Regions from separate parts of the Mus musculus genome. Here region 2 is linked to region 1. Evidence: chromatin contacts called from public HiChIP or PLAC-seq data. All regions are on one chromosome and are shown on one strand. The core of a region is the stretch at or near the end of the contact, and the rest is flanking DNA. Distances in the headings are between cores, read along the strand shown. Region 1 overlaps Gm39887 (a long non-coding RNA gene). Region 2 holds the start of Rag1 (recombination activating 1).

Region 1 (7,464 bases), core at 1,956-4,455:
GGGTGCTGGGGATTTGAGCTTGGGTCTCAGACTTGCAGAAGTTCCTCTGACCTGCTGAGCCATCTTCCCAGCCCCTCCTGTATTTTACAGTTTTAACCACTCTGCCTTCTCTTTGCTATTACTCGTGTTTTTACCTTCACTCATTTTCCATCGAATGTGTATTTTCTAATCCTTTGCCCTTATTTTGCCAATCCCAACTTGTATGCATTGATATCCTGTTAATTTTCATGTTGCAGTCAATTTAAAACTCCTACCTGCTACCCATTGACTATTGACTTACTAAGGTTGTCTCAATATAGCGTTTCAGGGTGTTTTCTCATGGACCCAGGATAGAAGCAAAACTGGCCACACTTGGCACTGTGCATTTTCTTTTGCCTGTATGTATTTGCTCTTATTGTTTCTGTCTGGATGGCTACCACTCATTTCTACCCAGAGAATTTCTATTATCCTTTAAATGCATACCAAGGGTCATGTGCTCCATGCATGCCATCTTTCTGATTCCCTCAGCCAGGTGTAATTTTATCATTGAGGGACTGTTGGTGTGATTTTGTAACACTTGCTACTTGCATTTTATTTTATAGTTATTGTTAGATACACTTTGTCCCCCCACCCCCAAGCAGGGGTCAAACAAATCTCACTCTTTTTCCATCCCGGGTGAACGTTGTCTCTTGAGCATTACGTTTCTAATTGCTGACTTCATTAGCCTCTAACAGCCAGGAGTGCTGCGAAACTGGAGCACACAAACTATTCATTCAGCCAGTGTGTGTCTCGTGTCTGGTTCCATTGTTACATTTTATGCTAGAAAGAAATAATGTCATGATTTATTAATCCATTGAATTTATGACAAAGAAACTAATGAAAAATGTGCTCACAGGCCTCACCAACATGTTGATTTATTGAGATAACAATCAGAAAAAGCTATTCTCTTCAGCACAAAAGAGGGAAAAATAAAAGTCCAGCACTGTAATTCTAATGTAAGGAAATTTTGCATGAAGGAATACAGGATGGCATTTTAGTACCAAAATAATGGCAAGCCAGTAATAAAAGTTATGGTACGTGATATATAATTATAGTACTTTTTATGTCTACAAAAGTGTGTAGTCACTGTAAAGAGTTTCTGGCTGGTTCCACTTTGGGTGTGGTAGATTATCTCCATTGTGTGCTGTCAGGATATTGACATCCCTGTTAAGATTTAAAAACGTAAATCCAGGCCAGGCAGTGGTGGCACATGCCTGTAATCCCAACACTTGGGAGGCAGAGGCAGGCAGATTTCTGAGTTCAAGGCCAGTCTGGTCTACAGAGTGAGTTCCAGGACAACCAGGGCTACACAGAGAAACCCTGTCTCAAAAAACAAACAAAACAACAACAACAACAACAAAAACAAAAATGTAATTCCAATGACTCTCCAAGTTGTGTTAATACTGGCTATATTCTTGGAAAGAAATTAGCATCAATTTTTGTTTCGATTGAAAAGTGTTTTCAAAGGATGGCTTGTGTGAAAGTGGTAGGAATGGTGCTTGAAGTAATTAGGGTGTTTAACAACCAGACAGAAGGAAAAATCCACTAATTATTCTCATCTTCGCCATCTTTTCTCCAAGGATGGGAAGTCCTGCAAAGAACTTGAATCACTCACAGATTAGGACTTAAAACAAAACAAAACAAACAAACAAACAAACAAAAAAACCCAAAAACAACCAACCACAGTATCAGATGTCTTTGCAAACATGTTTTACTAAGTGCTTTAAAGAGAGTGGGAAATGATCAGCTACTGGTAACTGAAGAGGCTTTTTGTTCTTCCACAATGTTCTTTGTCTTTTGTTAAATATTTTGATTTTGTTATCATCTGTGTTGATGCACTAGCTAGGGGCTCTGATCGTTCAGCATTTCTGTACATGCACATATACAAACTATGCATATATGCAGGATGTCGGTATCTAGATTTTTGTGTCGAATCCAACTTGTTTTCAAATGTTGGTAAGCTGTGTTGCTTTTTGTTTTTCTGAAATTGTATTTGTTGACCTTTCTCGGGGAAAAACACAAAGCATTTGTTTTCATTCCGCTTTATTTCCTTTCTCTTGTTCTGGCTGGGGCCTTTGCCTGTAGAACCAGCTTCTGCTTCCCCCCATCTATCAAGTGTGTCCCACATAGAAATGTGTGTTGGTTGTTGTTTTTGCATTTAAACAGCTGAACACCTGGTGGCTCTTATGCAGGTGCACAGAACTCAGGAGAAGGGTTTTAATTGAGGACAAAACGAAGAACACGTGCAAGTTGCAGATGAGGGTTTGACGGACTTGAGATGCTTCTGAGTTCATAAACAAGTCGGGCATGTGGGGGCCCTAGATGTCGGGGACGGCATGGAGCGCTGTTCATAGCATTTGCTTTTCAAGAGTGTTTTCACTAACATAATGGCTTCTGAATTTGTCAGCCTAAATGAGTCTACTATATCTTATTTAGTTGTCCTCAATTTGAGAGAATCACAAGGAGTTTTACACAGATGGCACCCAAAGTGATCACTTTGCATTGTTCTGTAATTAAGGTCTAATATGCTGTATATCAAATAACAAACTGCTCAGTGGCATCATGAGGGAAGAAGAGATGCAGTAAAGGTCTCAGAAATTCTGCTCACATGTTCATCTTCTTCAAATAGGTGGCACAATCACAACATTAAAAAAAAAAAACAGTAATTGATGAAGGTAGAAAGTATAGTATGGCCAAGTATTTACCACATCTCCAAAATCATGTTAAAATGAGATGTGGGAAGAAAAAAAAATAAATGAACAAATGATTGCACCACAGATAGTCACCTTTTGGCCCTGATCCAAGTGCTCAGAGTACTACCTTGGAGACCCAGTGGTACCTTGGGACCATATTAACTTGGTTCATTGGCTCACAATATGTACTTTTTATAGCTGAGAGAACAGGTAAATAAATAAGCATTCTTTGTATTTTCTAGAACTTGAGCTCAATATTCCTTTGGAGCAAGCTGGATGGTTTTGAGCACACGCCTCACTGAGGATGCCTGCACATGGACTCCCTGCCTGGTCCAGCTCTCCTGTCAGGTGCACTTCTGCTCCACAGATGGCACACATTCATCGTGATGGTGAAGTGGCATCAAAAGCGAAGGCACCCTAGAAACCTATCTTTGCAGCCCACCAAAGCAGCGTCTCTGTACCACAGAGATGAAAGCTGTAGATAACAGGGGCATTCCCAGCACTCACTCCCTTGTGGGCAGCTGACGGTTAACACAGGTGGGTGTAGGGCACTACCCATCCTTTGAAGGTTGGCTGTTGGAGGGGATGCTGCCTCTCTGGGATTAGTCCTGCGCCATGGGCCTCAGAGTTGCTTCTGAGAAGTGACCAGGTGGTGAAGACCTGCCTTGCTTTTCAGAAATTCACACATGGCTGTCAAACTCCCACTATGGTTCAAAGGCAGCCAGGCAAGGTGTCTGGCCTTTGTGATATGTGGCCATTTGAGGGGCCACCTTGATTCTTGTTCTGCTTAGAGGCCAAATTAGATTGTGGAGCAGCTGGCTTGTCTACCTCCTCCCCAGATCTGGAAGGGAGGGGGGCTGGAGAGAGCAGAGCTAAAGTGCAGAGGAAAGAAGCAAGTATTATAATGAGTCTGCCATTCACCAAGCAAACATCATTTTGTTTAAATTACACTGTGCTATTTTATCTTGACCTGCAACCAAATGGAACTCATTGTAATACATTATCCAATACGAGATAGTTGGCTCATTAATAAAGCCCTAGGAAGGAGATGGGGTAAACAATAAAAACTTGCACATTAGCACCATTATGCACCATAATATTTTTCCTTCTTTTCATCAAAATTCTTCACATAATTAGATCTCAAGTAAGTCAGCAAAGAAATCCTCAGCATTTTTTATTTGGACTCTTTTCTTTTGAGAAAATTAGTTTTTTTTTTTTTTCATATTATTAGGAAGCAACCAAGTAAAGACTCCTGGATTACTGGAAGTTTTCCTTATGGAGTGTAAATATTTGTTGGATGCTAATGGCATGGCAGGTTTTGTCACTCAGGCAGTGAGCCAAGCAATGACAGAAATCTCAGTGAAGGGAAAAAAACTTTTTGGGTAGAAGTGAAAAGCCCCATTAAAGGTGTTACAGTTATGCTGAGACCAACAGTGTTCCTGGCTAAGGCAATAGATTAGGTACCCTAAAGTGGGAGCAAACTTAATGGGCAAGGGAAGATCTGTGTAGCTAGGGGAAGGATAGAAATGTAGTTTGGAATGAGATTGGCCATGGCAAGGTGTTGTATTTACCAAGGCGTTGTGTTCATTGTGGTAAAACACTTTCTGTTTGAAGAGATCAACTCTACTTGATGGGGTTGAGATGGCATCTGGGGAGGAAGCTGGGAGACACTTAGAGCCACTGCAGTCACCCTGGTGGGAGGTGACAGAGGAGTGGCTTGAGTGTTATAGTGCAGGTCAAGAGAAATGGACGATCAGGGCTTGTTCTGAGGAAACAGCTGAGTTTGGCTATGGGGAGAGAAAGTAGACAAGAGAAGTTGAGGCTGAGTTAGGCTTAGGTTTTATCTATAGTAGGCTTCTCTCTTAACCGCCATGGTGAAACTTGAAATATTGAAAAAACATTTAAGCCAGTTGTCTGAATAGCATCAGTGCCTGGTATAGACACAGAAGCTGGCCATTAAGTGCCTGGAATTGATAGAATAATGATTTGCATAACCATCCACAATGCGGTCCACAGTCCTGTGTGATTGGCTCTGTGAACTATTTATAATGAACAATTCATTACTGACATCCACAAGAGAAGTTAAAAAATGTTGAATAAGCATTTGGAAATCTGTGTAACAGTTTAAAGTTGCTGTAATATGCAAATAGCATTTTATTTTCTTGATCATTTTCTTTTTACTCAATAAAATGTCAATCTGAGATGGATGGCGTGCTGTCTGGTTTTTATAGCGACTTGATAGAAACTCCTGGAGAGGAAGGAATCTTACTTGAAAAATGCTTCCATAGGATTAGCCTGGAGGCAAGTCATTGGAACAGTTTCTTGCCTGAGGATGATGTGGGGAGGCTCAGCTCACTATGAGTGGTGCCCCCAAGGACAGGTGGTCATGGATGGTGTAAGAAAGCAGTCACTCACAACCAGCAAGGCAGTGAGCAGCACTCCTCCATGGCCTCTGCTTCAGTTCCTGCCTCCAGGTTCCTTCCCTGACTACTCTCAGTCATGGCCCGTGACCTGAGAGTTGTAAACTGATACAGACGCTTTCCTTCCCAAGTTGCTTTTGGTCATGGTATTTTATCACAGTCATAGAAACTCTAAGTAAGACAGACTATACATTAAAAACAAGACAGACCAACACCTCATTTTCCCCTTAGGCAGTTTAAGGAGCACAGTCGAGGCAAACAAACCTCACTACTGCCTTTCTAAGTCACTGTGGTGGCATCCTATCGACAGGATGAGGGTGTTTGGGGAAGTAGCATTTGTGTTCTGCCCTTTCCTTCTTTGGCTTGTTCCAGCACAAGTGGGTGAGAGTCTAGGCTCGTCTAATGTATTTAACAACTGTGGAGTTCAGGAACGTGGGAAGAAGAGTCTCAGGAGCTGGCTCAGCCAATACTTTACCTGCTATGCCAGCAAAAGCACTGAGTTTGATCTGCAGCACCCATATTAATACCGAGTGTGGTGGCATGCGTCTAATCCCATCTCCAGAGAGCAGAGACAGGCAGATTCCTGGTGCTCACTGGTAGGCCAGGTCTAATAGGTATACTCTTGTTGAGAGAGAGAGAGAGAGAGAGAGAGAGAGAGAGAGAGACCCTGTGTCAAAAGGCAGGGTAGACAACTGAGCGTTCATTGTTCATTTCTGGCCGCTACACACAGCAGCAAGTACAAATTAAATGCACACATGTTCACAATGCTTGTGTACACACACACACACATATGAGAGAGAAGAGAGACAGAGCAAGAGAGAGAGAGGGAGAGAGAGAGAAGAAGAAGAAGGAGGAGGAGAGGAGAGGAGAGGAGAGGGAGAGGAGAGAGGGGAAGTGAAGGAAACCTGTAGCTTCATTGTGAGAAAGGACACGGGTGATCTTAATAAACAATGGAACGTTGCATGTAAACAAGTCTGGTTAGATCCATGTCTCTTCCCAAGGAAAATTTTACAAGCTGCTTCTACTGTATGATTTGAGATCGCATTACTCAAAAAACTATGCGACTTGGCTTTGGAAACTGTTTAGCTCCATGGTTTCATTTTAGAGATGAAGTAACTGGGATCCTAAAGGTATACTTAGTGACTCGAAGCTCTGTAGTCCAGAAGCCTAGGCTAATGTACTTTCGGATGGATGACTTTTCCATTGTAAAATAGCCGGGCAGTGGTCTCTCATGTTCATTTACAAGTGCTGTAGTGTGATTGGCTGACTTCACAAACCCACATCGCTTCAAAACTGGAGCTGGCGAAGCTTGTTTTGAGCATTGTGTTTTTATAGAAACCAAAAATCCAAAATCTTGTTTGGTTGAAAATTTGAGGTGGAGATACAGTTGCATGTTGCAGCAGCATCAGCCATTGGTCTGGAATGTTCACCACGAAAGCTTCGTGTGATGCTTTTCATGAGGAAAACCAAGAAGCAGGCATCACCAATCTCCATGCTCTCCATCCGTGTTCAATAAGACTGTGAGAGTTTGAGGGTTACTCAGGCTATCTGAAAGGATGAGTTTGCAGGTCAGGGAGGGTAAGTTGAAATTCAAGACATATTAATTGAATGATTGGGTATGAAATATAAGCTCTGTAAACTCTGTTACTCACAGCAGGGTGGAGGATTGCTTCCCAGTTTTTTGAGAGTTATAGGATGAGAGCTATACATGCGGTGCGTATATGGCATAAAACAAATTCTTAATAGTGGACTGCTGTAGGCAGATGACCCCCATAATGGCGGGTATTGGGTAACAAATGCAAGGATCAGGTGAGGAGGGAGACTACCTGAAGGGAGGCCACAGTTACATTGTTGCTGATTTGAGGATCCCTGTCCCCTCTGGTGAGGGTGGCTGGCTCACCAGTGCCCTAAGCTGCTGGATGGGCTTCATTCTACACAGGGCATTGAAATGGTGATGTCACCAGGGAAGCAATAGCTATGAAGCCAAAGCCACAAGTGGGGGTGGGGTAGGATGAGGGGTGGGGTGGGGGGTTGGAGTGGGAGGGTGTAGGGATAGGGTTGGGGTGGGCATCTCTGGCCTCAACAGCCAGAATCTCCTTGCTGCCTCAGTTTTCTAAGATGTGAACTGGGTGGACTCCTACCTTGTAGGACTGTTGTAAGAATGAGAGAACATGGGACAATAAACATTCTCATGTGTGCTAAGTGATAACAATGTTAATTGCTTTTTTTATTTATCAATGCCTCTTCTGGTTCCCAAAGGACACTGGAATCAGTGAGGTGACAGTTATGGGAGATGTCATTGGACAGTGCCCTAGCAGCTCCAGTGGATAGAA
Region 2 (7,464 bases), core at 2,440-4,939, 98 kb before region 1:
GGTAGAGGTTTAGAGGTGGAAACGAAGGGAGGGACGAGAATAGAACACACAATTTCTTCATAATCAGTTCAGTAATTTGTTTTGTTTTTGTTTTTGTTTTTGTTTTTGTTTTTTCCTGAGGGCTGGTTCTGACTCCTCAAGGATCGGTCCTTTTGGCCACATGGTGGCGCTAGTTGTTTAGAAAACAAGCTGGACGCTGTCAGGAAACCAGCTGTAGCACTCCTGAATGTACCGAAAATGAGCTGTAGTTGACGTTTAGAGTAATTAATAACGCATTAGGAAATTTACTAACAGGGATAATCCACACTGAGTTAATTAGAAAGCAATTTTAAGGCCGGGGAAGTGGGGGTGGGGGGAGAGAAATGAATGAGTGGAGACACTGCCTCTCCAGGGTTCGCGCAGCGTGCAAATTAGCACAATCACCCAAGGCATTAATCTAGCAACGACCTGTTTAGGTTCCGACCCATCAGCAACGCAACTCTTGGCCCAAGCTAGTCAAGATGGTGTAGGGGTGGGAGGGGGTAGGGACTGCTGCTCACTGTTGCGGAAAGAATCTTGTCCTGGGTTTTCTCTCTCTCTCTCTCTCTCTCTCTCTCTCTCTCTCTCTCTCCTGTGACATTGCACGGAGGCACTTTGTCCTTCAGGAACTGTTTCGTACCTTCAACATGCACCCTCAGGACCTGATAACCTCTAAGTCCCCCTTTCGTTTTGGCATTTGATGATGTTAGAAGACAAGGCTTTCTTGAGTTGGAGATGTATAGATACATGCTTACGTATGTAATCACAATGCCCAGCAAACAGCATCTGCTGGGTTATGATAAGAGTGGAAAATGTGGCATTTACCTACTCAGACCCTGGCTGCAGGAGGAGATTCTGATTGGTATCTGCAACTAGAGCTCACTGCTGTCTGGGAAGAAATTGAATTTGAAAAGGTCTTTTAAAAGGGCCTTTGGGAAGTCACAGGAAATAAGCGCAGGCGGGCAGTTGCTAAGGAGGTTTTGGGACTTGGATGGACAGGTAGGGAGGAAGAACAGCAGGAAGGCATGCTTGGGGAAGCCCAGAGAGCAAAGGACCTGGGAGCATTTCAGCCTCTCCATAGTTAATCACTCAGCCAAACGGCTATGATGCAGGCTGGAACCTGGCATTACGTGGTCCAGACTCTACCTGGCCCTTTTCATTTTTTTGCCTCCTGAAAAAGTTGGCCAACACCTGTCAGCATGTTCCATTTTTCATTTGCTTGGAACAACACAGAATCTTAGGCAGCTCTGACCTTGCAATTTTATGATGAAAGTCAGGGATTGCTTCAGGTGGGGCTGATTTCATTGAAAATATTTGAAAGGATCATGAATAGAAGTTTTGTCCCTAGGTGAAAGGACCAGGGACACACTTGTGGTCTCAGCTCACAGTAGGAGACAAATAACAGCAAAATGAATGCCATGTGGGTATCAAAGAAGAGATTGATGGAAAAATTGGGGAGAATATTAAAATACTAGTGCTGTTGACTTAGAATAATTGGTATAAACACATCTGAAGTTTTTGGGACTAAACAATTTTAAGCCTGTTTTTGTATGCACCCAATACTTTCAATAATTCATTAGTATCAACTTGTAATACTTCTGAATTTGCTTGTTTATAAGAGTGTTATAGGAGGCTGGAGAGATGGCTCAGCCATTAAAGGCTAGGCTCACAACCAAAAATATAAGAGTGATATAGGGTCGATAAAAGTAAGCAACACAGAAATGTATGAGAGAAAGACGGGTGGGGGGAGGGGGGAGAAACAGAGAGAGACAGAGAGAACACTGTTAATTATTGGGTCTCTCCCTTATATTCTTATCCTAAACTGTTTGATACATATACTCTTGTTGAGTCTACGTTTTCCAAGAAAATATGAAAAGTATTGTACTTATGAATATTTGAGTCGAGAAAAATATTCGAACTCTGGTTTGAAGCCAAATGATAACTCATCAAGTTTACTTGCCTTGTACTTAGGATACAAAGCCCAGGGGAACCCAGGGCAAGCGACAGTGGCTCGGTCACCTTGCTATCATTTGGTTTCTAATGTGTGTAGAGAACTGAGGCCAGGTTTTGGGATATCCAGGCTTGCTGCTGCTTTGCTCCAGCAATCTGAGATAATATGTATTTTTCTCTTTCCTTCAAGATGAAGCATGAACAACTGACTTCCTCTTTTTCTTTCTGTGATCTCATGGGATGAGTAGGGAGGGTTCCTGCTTTCATGGAAGTCACTCCATGGCTCTTCTGCCTTGTTCCCAGTGCATGAATTGAAGACCTGAGTTCAAATCCCAGAATTCAGGTATAAAAGTTAGGTACAGCGGTGCAATGTCAACAGTCCAAATACTAGGGAGGTGGAGACAGGAGGATCCCTGGGATTTGCTGAACAGCTCATCTATTGGAATTGTTGAGCCTCGTGGTCAACAAAAAACCATGTTTCAAAAAAAAAAAGGGCAGTGAGCAATGGAGCAAGACAGCCAATGGGTGATTTCACATCTGGCCTTTATATGTACACTGCATACAGATGCACCTGCACCTGCAAGTGTGGTCACAAACAAACATCTCTCTCTCTCTCTCTCTCTCTCTCTCTCTCTCACACACACACACACACACACACACACACAGAGACAGAGAGAAAGAGACACAGAGAGACAGACAGAAACAGAAAGACAGAGACACACAGAGAAAGGGAGAAAGAGACAGACAAGTAGAGAGACAGAGATACAGAAACAAAGAGACAGACAGACACACAGAAAGACAGACAGACAGACAGACAGACAGACAGAGACAGGTAGAGTCAGAGAGATACATACAGAGACACATAGAGAAGACTTCATAATTCCAACCGATCTTCAACATCTATCAGCTAGGTAACCATGGGCTAATTTTTCTATAACTTGAAAACTTTCTCTAGAGATAATACTATCGATTGCATATGAGTTTTATAAGAATTAAGTATGTAGAAAGCAGCCAAAGAACAAGACCATTGCTGTAATAAGGCCAATACTAAGTTGTAGGTGATCAGACTTAAACTGACAGTGTTTAAGTATCTAAAACCTAAGTCATTTATATCCAGGTCTCTTGATTTTAAGAAATACAATCATGTTTAAACTTAGTTCTCTTTCTAGATGTATCAAAGATTTTCTTCTAAAAAATGTATCACCTGACAGAGATCTGATCAGGTGGAGGAGTTCTGGGGGTGTTTATAATATACAATAAATAAAGATGTATGCTTTTATTAATATTTAAAAGAAAATTTACTAAGAACAGGTACCATTCCAAAATTTTTTTCTCTAAGCATTCTCGCTGTTAGCATCCATTGCTGGTTTCCATTGTTGGCTCCCATTGCTGGCTCCTATTGCTAGCTCTTTCATGCAGAAACTGAGGCACGGAGCCTCAGAGTCCAGGGAGAAACCAGAGATTAGAGTGACGATATCATTTCCACCGTAGGCATTCTCAGGAGATGAAATGACAGCTAGCTTTTCAGAATAAACACCCTGAATGTTTCTGCACTCAGGTCCCCCAGCTAAACTTCCTGAAGAGCCAGGTGCCAGCTGGAGCTGGGGGGTCTGCTGGTCTGTGATTGGCTATCATCATCTGTGGTTAGCCGTCTGTGGTGTGGGAGAGTGGGAAGGGCAGTGAGAGCTGATACATAATGCAGCATTGTGCACTATGGGACAAGAGAGCAAGGAGAGAGTAGACAGCATATGTTGCTATCTCTGTGGCATCGAGTGTTAACAACCAAGCTGCAGACATTCTAGCACTCTGGCCGGGAGGCCTGTGGAGCAAGGTAACTCTTGTGCTTTTCGTGCCTTGAGCCAAAACATTCATTATGTTTTTGTGTTTCTAATCAGAACTAAGAGAGATGGTTTCCTTACAGGCACCGAAGGAGGGGTGAGAAAAGCTGGAACTGATTTAGCTTTTGTTTGGAATGGAGGAAAACTAGGAAAGGAATAGAAGGCCAAGTTCAGAGACGTGGCAGGCATCTAGAACAGATGGAACACACCGGGGTGGATATAAATGAATGCTATTGGCAGAGGAGGGTTTGGGAAGAGCTGCAGAAGGGGAGACAGAGGAGCACACGGTTAGCTCAGGCAAGAGAAGATAGTCAGGAACAAAGAATTCCAGGCTGGGAGGAAAGGAACAGTTTTCCAGGTTTTGACATTTGCTGAGCTGAGAAGTCCGGTGTTTCAGAAAACATGACCTGTACACCACTTCATCAGGACCACAGCAATATTTAAAAATGCAATTTCTGGACTCCATCCTAAGCAAATAGGCAGATTCTCTGGGAGCTAATGATCTGCATGTTTTGGAAAACAATCTCTGTAGTGATTCTGATTCATATTAATTCTGAGAATTGCCATGGAGGAGAGCCTACCCGGAGGTTATGTTCTTGGGATGTGTAACAAGGGGTTGCAACTGTGCGTTTCTTTCTAAAGTGGTTCAGTAATGGGTCCCCCGGAAGAAGGGAAAGAATTTTCTGGTTATTTTGTAGATGCTAGAAATGTTTTCGTGCATGTTGTGGGGCAGATAATCAGGAGTGGTACCCAGGGAGAGAACAAAGGGGTAGGTCAGATGTGTCAAAGAGGGGTCACACTTGGGTGCACAGAAGTGTGATTGGGATGGGGAGAGATCTTAGTCAACAGAGTGCTCACAGCATGAAGATCCAAGTGGGATTCCCCAAACCTTTGTAAACCAGCTGGGTGTGATATCCCATTCTTGTAATCTCAGCACCAGGGAGAAAGAGGTCTTTGGGGCTTACTGGACAGTCAGTGATGATATCACTGTTAGCAGGAGAGGGTGAGTCAATCAGGGGAGTGCATGGGTTACAGTTAGAGCTGACAAGAAATGAGCTGCTGCTGTGCTTTCTAGACACCCAAGGTTACTGATGGTATCTCACTCTAAGCCACAGTCTTGTCTCGCTTGTCCATATCACCCCAGGCTGGTTTCCCACAGAGTCCATGGCCTATGGAGGGACGACATTACAGACACGGTGGTAGATGCTAACAATTCCAAGGTGATGCTGCTGACTGGGATAGATCTGAGCCAGCATCAGACCCTCAGCCTTTAGACTCTGAGGTGTCTACTCTCACACCTTTTGCTACAAGAGAAGACAAGAGCATTTGAAGGATTTCAAATCACCCTTCCATGGTCCTAGCTTCATGTTGTCTACAGGTTGGATTTTAGTCCCCCTGAGACATATTTAACAGAAAACAAACAAACAAACAAGAGTAAAGATGCTGGTCAGCTTTAAGACTTAGGCAGGTCTCAAACCTTTTCTGTAGAACAATGAAAAAGAAAGAATGTTAAAAAAAAGATCATGAATACTTACGTATCTGGTCTTTAAAAAGTTTTATTTGAGCTGAATTGAACATAAAACTAACAAAAAATTACATGTGTTGAGTGGAAACTTCAAATGAAAAAAATAATTAAATTAACAGATATTTTTCTTAGTTATATTTCTACTTTCTAGATTAAGCACTATTAGAATTTTAGTGCACAGATTTCTAGAATTCCTGTATTTCTGTGTGTATAAAGTATAAATATGTATGGATAAGTAGGATCCTATTGCACTTGCTATTGTCATTTCTGCACATGAACTTCTTTTGTTTACTTATGTCTATAGAAATAACACATATGTGTAATATATACATAATGTAGTTTCTATTCTCTTTCTGGATCATAATTTATTTAATAATGCCCCTTTGGCGATAATCTGTATTCTATTCTGCCTTTCAAAGTAGCTAACAACCTTTCAAATAAATATCCCCGGGCATTATATAAATATTAACATATACTTGTGGAGGCATTTCTATAGAATAGCTATAGAATATCTTCCCCAAAGGAAATTTATTGAACCAAAGGCAACACATCTTAGCATTTAAAAGACTTTATTAAAGTGTCACTGTGCTCATTTACATTTATGCTCCTCTCAAGGGTGTAGGAAGGTATCTTAATTTCTTCGTGTCTTCATTAAAACTAAGTGACAGCAATAGTTTTTAGTCTTTGATAATTGGAGCGATTACAAGGACTCACTAAATCAGATTTTAAAAAGTTCTACCTTTTCCCAAACTCATAAAGTATGTAGCTTCCACAGAAAGTCCCCATGAACACCCTTGTGCACAGTCCCTTGAAACATATCACATGCTTCCCACCTCCATTCTGTTTCAAAAGTTTGGATACATTTTTATAATTTGAGTTGTGAAACAACCTAATAAATATGGTTGGTTTGCCTGGCCTTAGCTAGTAACTACAGTTTTCCATGGGGACATTTCAACAGATGTGATTGGTGGGTTTGGTTATGATGTTTCAGGCTTGAGGCAGTCAGGGGAAGTTGACTTGCTGACTGTGAATGGTCGATATTTAATGTGGTGAGAGTGGCATTTGGTTCAAGCCAAAGGCAAGAAACACAGAGATTGGCTTTGCATTTGTTACAAGGCAGAATGAAGAAACAACTGATCAAGAAACGACTTTGAGGCCTTTGTTTGGTTGCACTTGAAATACCTTTGGGGTTCTAGAGACCTTTGAAATGTTTCTAGGATTGTTTACTCCCATAGTCCTGCATGAGGAACAGCCAAACTGTGTTTCCCTCTCAATCAAGTCTTAGAAATTTGCCCCTAATTTTAATAAAAAATATCTCTGATGTGTAATACAGATATACCTGGAATAAAGTATGTTAGTTTAAAGGGAAGAATTCAAAAGAAATGTTGCTAGCAGAATCCAGGACTATTCTTTAGCTCCTTCACGATTTCCCTGATGCCCAAAGTCCCACTCCTGGTCAAAATGTGTTCATCTGGGGCATCGTGTTCCTGACTACATGGCTAGAAAGCTCATTGAGTTGGTTAATCTGTTGAGGGGAAAATGAGCTTCTAGACATAAGTTGTAGGTCAAAAGAGTTAACGTAATCACAGCTGGGAAGCATGGGTGAGCTAGAGAACTGTAGGACATGTGATCTAATTCCAGAGGACTCAGAGGACACTGCTTACTCTCCTCTACACAGTGTTTGATATTTATATTGTAATTGGCATATTTTATTTAGTGTTTTTTACTACTACTATTTTTTGTTGTTGTTTTAGATTTATTTATTTTCTGTAGATGAGTACACTGTAGCTATCTTCAGACACACCAGAAGAGGGCAGCAGATCCCCTTACGGATGGTCATAAGCCACCATGTGGTTGCTGGGAACTGAACTCAGGACCTCTGGAAGAGCAGTCAGTGCTCTTACCATGGAGCCATCTCTCCAGTCCCCTGTTTTCACTCTTGAGGCAGGGTTTCATTATTTAGTCCAGGGTGGCCTAGAACTCTCTAGAGTCAGCCAGGCTGGTCTCAGACTTGTCTTGCTTCTTCTGCTCCTCTTCTTTAGTACTGGATTCACAGACAAGCACCATCATTTTCTTCTGTGATTAAAAAAAAAATCTTTACTTTTTGACATTATAATGAAACTATATCACTTC

What was found. HiChIP or PLAC-seq counts read pairs in DNA pulled down with a chosen protein or histone mark.
Region 2: an H3K4me3 HiChIP or PLAC-seq map of the SCID.adh cell line shows a contact between it and region 1, with 32 read pairs. The contact joins the promoter of Rag1 here to the enhancer-like site in region 1. A contact is called at or near these places in 1 of 15 datasets of contacts at CTCF or cohesin (thymocytes), 19 of 484 Hi-C or Micro-C datasets (the C2C12 cell line, DN3 thymocytes, the G1E-ER4 cell line and 7 more), 5 of 115 datasets of contacts at active chromatin or transcription factors (the SCID.adh cell line, T-cell acute lymphoblastic leukemia, bone marrow-derived macrophages and 2 more) and 2 of 9 other capture datasets (adipose tissue and pancreatic islet).

The regions. Positions count from the first base shown.
Region 1 is chr2:101,547,287-101,554,750 of GRCm38.p6, reverse strand. It overlaps Gm39887 (a long non-coding RNA gene), which reads left to right. Exons shown (of 2, transcript XR_866575.1): 2 at 2,954-4,914. Among named protein-coding and RNA genes, the nearest start is that of Gm39887, 6.8 kb to the left of the region's middle. Within about 2 kb of position 3,205, at least 14 of the 459 cell types and tissues checked have an H3K27ac peak or open chromatin away from gene starts, as enhancers often do. A contact at or near this core is called in DN3 thymocytes, the P5424 cell line, the SCID.adh cell line and 2 more, where this site is marked.
Region 2 is chr2:101,645,757-101,653,220 of GRCm38.p6, reverse strand. It overlaps Rag1 (recombination activating 1), which reads left to right and starts at 3,689. Exons shown (of 2, transcript NM_009019.2): 1 at 3,689-3,799.